Linked DNA regions of Sus scrofa: region 1 is linked to region 2. A link is a contact called in public Hi-C data. All regions are on one chromosome and are shown on one strand. The core of a region is the stretch at or near the end of the contact, and the rest is flanking DNA. Distances in the headings are between cores, read along the strand shown. Region 1 overlaps CREBBP (CREB-binding protein). Region 2 holds the start of CREBBP (CREB-binding protein).

Region 1 (4,991 bases), core at 677-3,176, 54 kb after region 2:
TCCAGCTGCCTTTACATACGTTGTCTTTAGGAATGAGGCTCAGTGTCTGTAGAGTGTTAAGATGCCTCTGGGTGTCCTCAGCCCACGTCTCTGCCCCAGTGACCTGACTGAGAATACTTTACTGCCACGTGTGTTTTTGCTAGGACTTCACACAGCTCGGGTTTGGTTAGACGTCGAGCCACATGTGTTTGAAACAGTGCTATGTCTTTGGGTGCGCTTTATGGCTTGAGATTTATGGCATTTAATAAGCTGGGCAGGATTGACTTTATCCCCTCCGTCCTCTTCTTGCGGCCACGCAGGCCCCAGAAAACCCTGGGTTTGGGTCCTCCCCCTACCTCCTGGGACTCCTGTCCATGTGCGGGTTCTCCTGCCCAAGCATGAAGCCCACAGTCGGTCTGTTTCAAGAACTTGTTTAATTTTTCTGCTCCAAGGGAGAGGAAGGACAAAATTCTCTGAAATTTGAGCCTTCTTTTTTTTCTCCTTTGAGTTTTACTGGAAATAATCGAAGGCCGTGTTCACTAAAGCCTCCTTTGCACGCTCTGCCGCCTCTGCCTCTCCTTCCCCGAGCTCCTGCATGACCTGTGTGGGCGTCACCTTGTTTCCCCACTGTCCCCGCTGCTTGCTCAGTTGCATTATTTTTCAAGCGGATTGTCCGTCCGTGGAGGAGAGGGGGCTTCTTGGCCTACCAGGAGAGCTCTCCTTGTAGAGGCTTGGGGTAAGGTTTATTAAGAGCTTGGCCTTCTGTCGCATTGTAGCTGAGTTGCGGTGAGGTCTTTGTGAAGTGTGCAGGGCTCTTTTCTTAGCTTTTCCCTTCTCTTTCCTCCTCTTTTAGCATCTTTTCTCTTCCTCCTCTTTCTCCCTAGCCATTGTGGACTTGGTAAGGGTTGGCTTGGCTCAATCCTAAAGAGGCTGCTTTCCTACCAAAAAAAAAAAAAAATGTTAGGACTTGGAAGAATGAGGGGAAGTAATGGATTTAAGTTTCATCCCCTCTCGTTGGCTTGGCAGTGCGTCCTGTTGCAGGCTCTGGGAAATGGCACGGAGGCCGCAAGGCGGTGGAGGGTTGGGGGCCCATGTAGTGGGGATGGCAGGGGGCGCCCTGCAAAGTCCCAGTCTCCTCAGCAGGCAGCCAGCCGCCCCTGGGGAGCATGGCCTTAGTGGGGTCCCCTCACCCAGGGACAGGCACTCGGCCTCGTGGACTCTGATCCCAGCTGCCTCTCGTTGCCAGTCGCTGGGCCTTCAGTAGTGGGATGCCCTAGGATTCAAGGGCCGATTGTGTATAACCAGAAAAGTCCCTGGGTTTTAGGATCACCAGGAACTTTAAAGATCACCTAGTGTCATCTCAGTGCTTCATGTCTGAAGGCTGAGGAGCACTAAAGCTTAGGGGGAGCGAGAGGTCGCGGTCACACTCCTTGTTCACCACGGACTCGGGATTGGTTCCCCCACTGGCCTCGGCCTGTGCTTTCGCTTGTGAATTAAGGCAGACTGTACCTGGGAGCCGGTGTGTCTTAACCGGTGAGGAACACCGTCAGTGCTAGGGCACTGCTTTAGTTGCTGGAAGTTTCTAGAACAATTGGGCAAACACCAATGAGGCCCCAAGCTTGAGACCTTGGCAGTGGTCTGCTGTCCTGTCACCTTCTCTTTAGGAGTTTGCACTGTTCTGAGTCACATTCTGGACACATATTATCCAAGTGTGGTACCATGAGAGTCAGTAAATACCTGTACCTGTCGGCCAGTTACAATTTATTTGTCTATGGGGAGTGTGCAGACGTGGGGCCACGCTTTCCACGTTGTTCAGCAAGGTGGGCTGCTCACGCGGCCCCACCTCTTGAGCCCAGTTCTCCTATTCCCAGGTGACACAGGACAGCCGGGCAATGGCTTTGGCCTCGCGATCTGTAGAGTATTTCTACTTACTCTTTATTTGCCAAGTCGAGCTCCTGGAAGGAGTCCAAGAGCAAGCGGGTGATAGCAGACAACTGAATGCAGCCGTGCCTCTCCACGAAAACTGCTTCTCTTGGCTTTCTCCCAGCAGTGTTAGGTTGCCAAGAGAAAATGCTTTTGGCTTTCCAGATGATATGGCCACACTCTGGGTTAGTTCTGGGTTTTGTTTTTCTGTTTTTGTTTTTTTGGGTTTTTTGTCCTTGAAAAGAAAGAATACTTGTGACTCATAAATTATTTGGCAAAATTTTGCTCACTAAATGGTGTTTTTTTACACACTTCATATGAATTTTTGGTTTTATGTGTATACCAACACGTGAAGAAAGATGCTAAAAACTTGAGGTTAATAAACCTGTTGGGTTAGGTTGAAGCCACATCAAATGGAACGTTTGTTGCTTTTTCTTCGGCATCTTGCAAGTGGGAGTTGCATCAATCTCTTTTTTGGTGGGAATGGTCTTTCTTGTTCACTTCTTCTATGTTTTGATTTAAATTTCAATCCAGGGAGTTCCCATCATGGCTCAGTGGAAACAAGTCTGGCTAGCATCCATGAGGACACAGGTTCAATCCCTGGCCTCGCTCAGTGGGTTAAGGATCTGGCGTTGCTTTGAGCTGTGGTGTAGGCCGGCAGCTACAGCTCTGATTCGACCCCTTAGCCTGGGAACCTCCATATGCCACAGGTTTTGCCCTAAGAAGAAAGAAAGGGGGGGGAAACATATTTCTACAACTGGTAAGTGTGTAAGATTGTTTTGGTCACATTTATTTCGTGATTCTCTGAAAATGTCTCAGTAAAATGACAGTAATCCCCCTGGTGACCCTTCCTGTTGGAACCACTCCCCACCATCACACATTCGCTGAAAAAAAATGTTCATTTTACTATTACTCTCCACGTTCTTCTGAAAGAGTTTATATTTCGTGTAAAACAGTCCCCCAAAGCCAAGTAACAGTGTACTAGTCAGCACCTATAGCCCTTGCTACACGTCAGTCCCTCTTCATGGGGCTTCAATATGTGAATCCACTTAATTCTCTTAAGAGGAGGTGCTATTACCTCCATTTAACCAGTGACGAAACTCAGGCACAGAGAGGTTTAAGTAAATTGCCCAAGTTCACACAGCTAGCAAGTGGCAGGGCCACCCTCAGACCAGGTAAATATCGCCAGAGTCCACAATGTCTCACTGCCCCTCAGGACAAAATCTTATTTGTGGCCATGTTCTAATAAAACTTGTGTCTCGTTTTCTCAAAAACAGGCATTCGGCTGCTTTGGCCTCCGGGCCGTGTTCGCCAGTGCCTGCTCTTGGTGCACTGAGCCTGTCTCTGACAGCGGTTTCTGGAGCTCGGAGGAGACAGGGTTCTGCCTAAGCAGGGGTGATGCGCTTGTGGTGGGGGCGGCGTGAACCTCACAGCAGGTTCACTGCCAGCTGATTTGCTGTTTCTAAGCTTTCTGACCACCCTTTATATATCAACGAAGTGTCATTTTCTCCCCACCCCTTTCTCTCTCTCCCTCTCTCTCTCTTTTTTTTGGGGGGGGGGCACACCTGCAGCATATGGAAGTTCCCAGGCTAGGGGTCAAATCAGAGCTGCAGCTGCCGGCCTATGCCATAGCCACGCCAGATCTGAGCTGCATCTGTGACCTACACCACAACTCATGGCATCACCAGATTTTTAACCCACTGAATGAGGCCAGGAATCGAACCTGCGTCCTCATGGATACTAGTCAGATTCATTTCCACTGAGGCATGACAGGAACTCCGCAGCTAAAAATTTTAACCTGTCCTATTGTCCTTAACTAAACTTATCGCTAAAGGTTATATTTTGTTTTCTTTCTGTTTCCTGACCAGCATCAGTTACACATGCACACCCTGGCAGTACTTCCTCTGATCACTCTGCTGTGTAGTGTGGTTTTAAGTGTATATCAAGATGTGAGGAAAACTGAAGAACTCAGCTTTTGAAAAAACAAGGTGTTTAGTGGGTTCATCAAAACCACATCAAACTCAGTGTTTGCTGCCACTCAGAGCATTTCCGAAGCCCTGATGGGCTGGCTCTCGGTACAGTTGGGACGTGGCAGCTTGTTTCTGGCTGTGCTTCTCCGTCCTAGGCATCCTTCCTCTTCCCTTTCCTGATAGTCTCAGCTCATCACACAGTGTGTCCCCTGAAGCTTTGGGCTCATAAATGGTTATGATCTGTGAGGGTGCCTTTCAGCAGGATGTTTGGAGTTGAAAACTGGGCACAGTTCATCTGTGAGCGTGGTTGTTGGATGAAGGTCGATGGATGGGAGTCCGTCTACGGGGACAGGCCTGCAAGTGGCAGGGGCGTGTGAGGTCCTGGCAAGAGCCAGCCCTTCCCTGACACTTGTGAGGGAAGTGCCTTCCCCAAGGATAGGCATCCTTAATCTTTAGGGGGTCTTAGGACCCCCTTTGAGAATCTGATATTGGACTTGTTCTCTCAGAAATGCACCTCCCAGAGTTCCCATTGTGGCTCAGCGGTTAATGAACCCGACTAGCATCCCTGAGGACTCAGGCCTTGCTCAGTGGATTAAGGATCCGGCAGTGCCATGAGCTGTGATGTAGGTTGCAGACACGGCTCAGATCTGGTGTTAATGTGGCTCTGGCGTAGACCAGTGGCTGCAGTTCTGATTGGACCCCTAGCCTAGGAACTTCCACATGTTGCGGGGGCGATCCTAAAAAGACAAAGAGACAAAACCAAAAAACAAAACAAAAAAAACGCACCTTGCACAAATGTGTTAGGGCGTGACTGCCCCAGCACCCCTCCCTGCCATGGACTGCCCAGCACTCCCTGGCCCAGCATCTCACCATCAGGGAGTTTGGGCCAGGAGGTACCACCTGTGGTGCCCCTAACTGCAGAGGGACTGTTTCCTACGAAGGAGCAAGAAAGTGAATACTGGGCTTCTAGTCTTGTCGAAACCCATTCTGGGAGAAACTTCATGAACAGTGTGACTTTGCCTTGACACAGCTGGCTAGTTCCTCGGTTCTCAGCTCCTCCCTTATCTGACCAGATGAGTTAGCCGAGTAGGAGATCTCCCCAGTGTTGCCATGAGCTGT
Region 2 (4,705 bases), core at 1,799-4,298:
GTGTAAACCCAGGGACTCTGAGGGCCAGGTGGTGCCCCTACCCATCCAAGCAAAGCCTCAGGCCAGAGCCCATCCGTCTTCGTGTCCTGGAGGCCTTTAGGACTCAGGAGGACCTGACAGTTAATTCATTCATTCATCAAATTTTGCAAACCTATCTCTCGCAGGGCATGGCACTGTGACGAAGACCTGGCCCCCGCTCTCAAAGGGCCCGTGGACTCGTGATGACAGGGCCACCCAAGACACATTCGGGTACAGAAAGCTGCTGGCCCTGTGTTCCTCTGTGGCTCTGAACACCTCCTGGACTCCTCAGATGCTTCTGTTTATGATTTCTAGGGCTTCCTCTTTGGCCTCTTTGAATAGATAGGGATTTCTTTCCTTAGTTTTTGCCCCCAAAGATTAGCACAGTGGCAACACCTTCGGAAGATTCTCAAGGGATATTTGATGGAAAAATAAAAACACGAAGAATGAAATGACAGCGTACGGTGTGTGTGGTATGCCCTCACAGAGTATGCCCGCAAGTGTTATGCGACCCCTAAACCGGGCTGGGAGGGCTTCTTGGAACAGGTGATATTTGAACTGGGTCTTGGGATGAGTTAGAATTTGCCCAGCTCTAACTGGAACAGCTTTTGCAGAAGTATAAGGAAGTCTGAGTGGTGAGAACTTCCTAGCGGCTGTGTGGGTGTGGGGGAGTGAGGGTGGCGAGAGGAAGGGAAAGTGGAAGAGAGGGATGCAAGGGAGGGGGCTCAGTCAAGATTCTGAACAATACAGATAAATAGAAAAAAGGAGAGAGAGCACTCAGGCTTGACACTTGAAGACAATCAGTTTTTTTGGCATATATCATATATATACACACACAGTACTTTATGATATACACGAAACAAACTATACATGTTGTTTTCCACCCGAGACTATATAAATGTGTTTTTTTTTTTCCCTACATGTAGGAGCTATTTGTTTTAAGCAGAGTTCTTTCTTTTTCCAAGAAGTTAACTCAGGTGGTGCATTGGGAGAAATGCAGATTGTAAGGGACACTGAGGTGGGAAGATGCCACCACCCTGGAGAAGCAAGAAGACTCTGGGGGGAGTTCCCATTGTGGCGCAGTGGTTAACGAATCCGACTAAGAACCATGAGGTTGCGGGTTCGGTCCCTGCCCTTGCTCAGTGGGTTAACGATCCGGCGTTGCCGTGAGCTGTGGTGTAGATTGCAGACGCGGCTCGGATCCCGTGTTGCTGTGGCTCTGGCGTAGGCTGGTGGCTACGGCTCCGATTCAACCCCTAGCCTGGGAACCTCCATATGCCCCCCAAAAAAATAGCAAAAAGAAAAAAAAAAAAAGACTCTGGGGCAGTGGAACGAGGAGGAAGAGCCATTTGTCCAGGTAAAGGATCTGGGGAGGCAGGTTGCTTGGTGGGTGGAGGGAGAGGAGGACTCACAGAATTCTGGCTTAGGAAACAAACAGGTCGTTGGTGATACCCTTCAGATAAAGACGTGGGATGAAGCCCAGGCAAATTGTGAGAAGCAGATAATGAGCTGAGATGTGTGAACACCTTAGATTTGTGTGTAACTGTCCTGCGGATAGTGGGCACGCGGGCGGGCCTCCGGGGGAACCTCACACCTGACTGCAGCACCTGCGGGGTCCAGATGGTTGCGTAGGGCACGAGGGCCCTAAGCCCTGATGTAATGGGGCCTTCTGGGCCCGGCGCAGACTGAGTGTGCTTGGCTGGGAAGCAGCGCTCACCACTTCCCGGTGCAGGTGAGGGTGTCGGACCTGGGGCCCCTATTGCATCAGGCTGGGGAACAAGGGCTCAGGAGTCCTGCGTCCTCCTCACTTCACGTGGAGGCCTTCGAATCTCGGCCCTGCCACTTCCTGCCTCAGTTTCCCCATCTGCACTCGCTCACGGGCGGACCCAAGAGCAGTCTGTAACCTGCAGAGGCCACGACACAACGCTGGCATCCGGCGGGGAGAAGCTGCCAGCCCTGGTCACCGAGAAGGGTCGCGGAGCAGGGGCGCGGGGAGCCGGGACTGGGCAGAGTCGCCTGCGGGACGGGCAGGCCCGGGCGGCGCCAACTCCGCGCCTGGGGGCCCGGCTTGCTGCCAGGCCGCAGCCAGACCCCTCGCCGCCCAGTCGCCGTCAGAACAAAAGTGGCGGCGGTGCCCGGCGCCCGGCGCCCCGCAGGCCCGGCCCCCGCCGGGCAGTCTAGCCGCCCCGCCACTCGGCCGCACGACGTACGGCAGCCGCGCCTTCGGCCCTTTCCGTCCGAACGCGCTCGGCTCTTTCCGCTGCGGCCGGCGCAGGTGGAGGGGGCGGGGCGGGGGCCGTGCGTGGTGACGCCGCGGGGGGGGGTGACGCACCGGCGTGCCCCGCCCCCTCCCCCTCCCCGTTCAGGCTCTGGAAAGAGAAGAAAAAAAACTTTCTTTTTTTTTTAATTGAGGAATCAACAGCCGCCATCTTGTCGCGGACCCGACCGGGGCTTCGAGCGCGATCTACTCGGCCCCGCCGGTCCCGGGCCCCACAACCGCCCGCGCACCCCGCTCCGCCCGGCCGGCCCGCTCCGCCTGGCCCTCGGCGCCCGCTCCGGCGGCCCCGCTCGCCTCTCGGCTCGGCCTCCCGGAGCCGCGGCGGCGGCGGCGGCGGCGGCGGCAGCGGCGGCGGCGGCGGCGGCGGAACGGGGGGTGGGGGGGCCGCGGCGGCGGCGGCGGCGGCGGCCCCGCTTCGCTCATTGTTTTTCCTCGCGGCGGCGGCGGCGGCGGCGGGCCGCGGGCAGGGAGCGGAGCCCGGAGCCCCCCGGTCGTCGGGCCGCGAGCGAATTAATTAAGTGGGGCGCGGGGGGGGAGCGAGGCGGCGGCGCGGCGGCGGCACCATGTTCCCGGGGACTGCCTGAGCCGCCCGGCCGGGCGCCGTCGCTGCCAGCCGGGCCCGGGGGGCCGCCGGGCCGCCGGGGCGCCCCCGCCGCGGAGTGTCGCGCTCGGGAGGCGGGCAGGGGATGAGGGGGCCGCGGCCGGCGGCGGCGGCGGCGGCGGCGGCCGGGGGCGGGCGGTGAGCGCTGCGGGGCGCTGTTGCTGTGGCTGAGATTTGGCCGCCGCCTCCCCCACCCGGCCCTGCGCCCTCCCTCTCCCTCGGCGCTCGCTCGCGACTCGCGGCTCGCGCTCGCTCTCCCCTCGCAGCCGGCCGGGGCCGGCGCCGACCCCCGCCCCGGAGCCCTCGCCGGCCCCGCCGCCCGCGCTCGGGGCTGTTTTCGCGAGCAGGTGAAAATGGCCGAGAACTTGCTGGACGGACCGCCCAACCCCAAACGAGCCAAACTCAGCTCGCCCGGCTTCTCTGCGAATGACAGCACAGGTGAGTAGGGGGCCGGGCGGGAACAGGGGCCCCGGGGGTCGCTGACAGCCCTGCCCGGAGGTGAGTGCCCCCGGGGGACCCGAACTCGAGGGCGGGCGTGCGGGGCCCTTTCCCCGGGACCCCGGCCGCGGAGGGGGAAGTTTGTCGGAAGACTGCCTGGGGCCCGAGTGGGGCGGCACATGCCCGGTGCGCTCGCATAGCCCGGAGTTGGCGAGCCCTCCTCGCGTGGAGCCCGAGTGGTACTTCCAGGGGGGAAAAGTAAAGCGGAGCGTGTTTGTTCTGCGTGGTGAGTCCCTTTGCCACCCTCTGCCGCCGTGGGTCGACACACGCGTGGCTGTTTGAAGGGATGACAGCGGAGGGTGCGTTTGCCAGTGAGGGAAGGAAAGCGTGCAGCCCAAAGGGGACCCGAAATGTTTTCTGAATTGGTAGCACATTCACAAGGCAACCAGAAGACACGCAGAGCTGCAGCCAGCCTCTTGAGTTACGACTTAGAAGTTTTTTGGAATGTGCTGCTTGGGAAAAATGCTTAGTAGTTACTTTGAAAACTCTTGTTGTTGGTCTCCTGAGCTATCCCATTTTTCACAGCCCCAAACTTCGGAAGACGTCCTAAGTGGGGTGTTTAATTTCAAGACTGTAACTTCGGAAGAAAGTTAAATAGCAGATTGATCCGGGCTGCAATCTGCAAGTGAGCTTGTGTTGCTTTTACAGTGAAGATGTAAGAAGAAAAAATATGTTAAGGAATGGGGGAATTACAGTCTTCCTCCCTAGTTTTTTCGGTAGGATACTGAATAAATTCACTGTTTTAAACATCTTCCCTGGAAACTTTCTTAGGTGATCACATCAATTACCTAAGGGAAGTGTTTTAGTTTTCTATTCATTTATAGTTTTAGGTTCTTCTGGGCTGGTTCATGGTAGCGTTATGAACTAGTTGTATTTCCTCTTTCAGAGCTCTCCTTTGCGTTAAAAACTTGTGCGCTTCGGTGAACGATTTGATCCCCAGCGCAGCTTGCATTTCTCCACTGTGATCTTGCAGTAGCAGCATCTGTAAATCAGTTTATAATGAATGGGTCAGAATTGAATTATATTGCTGCAGCAGTGCCTTCAGATTTGCAGTAGACACAGCTGTTCAGCTTGTGCAAACATTTCTGTGACTGACCACTAGCGTTTTTCTGCTAGTGGTCTAAAAATCTATTGCTATTGTTGGAACAAAACTTGAGTTTTGTGGCTGCAGTTTTACTACAATTCCTAGACTATTTTTTAATGTAGAATTGAGAGAAAGTGTAAAAAAAAAATCATGAGATTCTTGTCTAGTTGAAATGAAATTTGTTGAAACAGTTGGAGAAGAGTCAGTTAAGTCTCATGGTGTATAA

Evidence for each region. A called contact is a pair of places that touch in the nucleus more often than the background predicts.
Region 1: a contact with region 2 is called in a Hi-C map of embryonic fibroblasts, with 2.2 times the contacts expected there. A contact is called at or near these places in 1 of 5 promoter capture datasets (liver), 4 of 47 Hi-C or Micro-C datasets (blood, embryonic fibroblasts and heart right ventricle) and 2 of 2 datasets of targeted methods (alveolar macrophages and skeletal muscle).

What each region holds. Positions count from the first base shown.
Region 1 is chr3:38,440,460-38,445,450 of Sscrofa11.1, forward strand. All of the region lies in intron 2 of CREBBP (CREB-binding protein), which reads left to right. Among named protein-coding and RNA genes, the nearest start is that of CREBBP, 55 kb to the left of the region's middle.
Region 2 is chr3:38,385,318-38,390,022 of Sscrofa11.1, forward strand. It overlaps CREBBP (CREB-binding protein), which reads left to right and starts at 3,049. Exons shown (of 31, transcript XM_005662184.3): 1 at 3,049-3,335. The coding sequence starts at 3,251.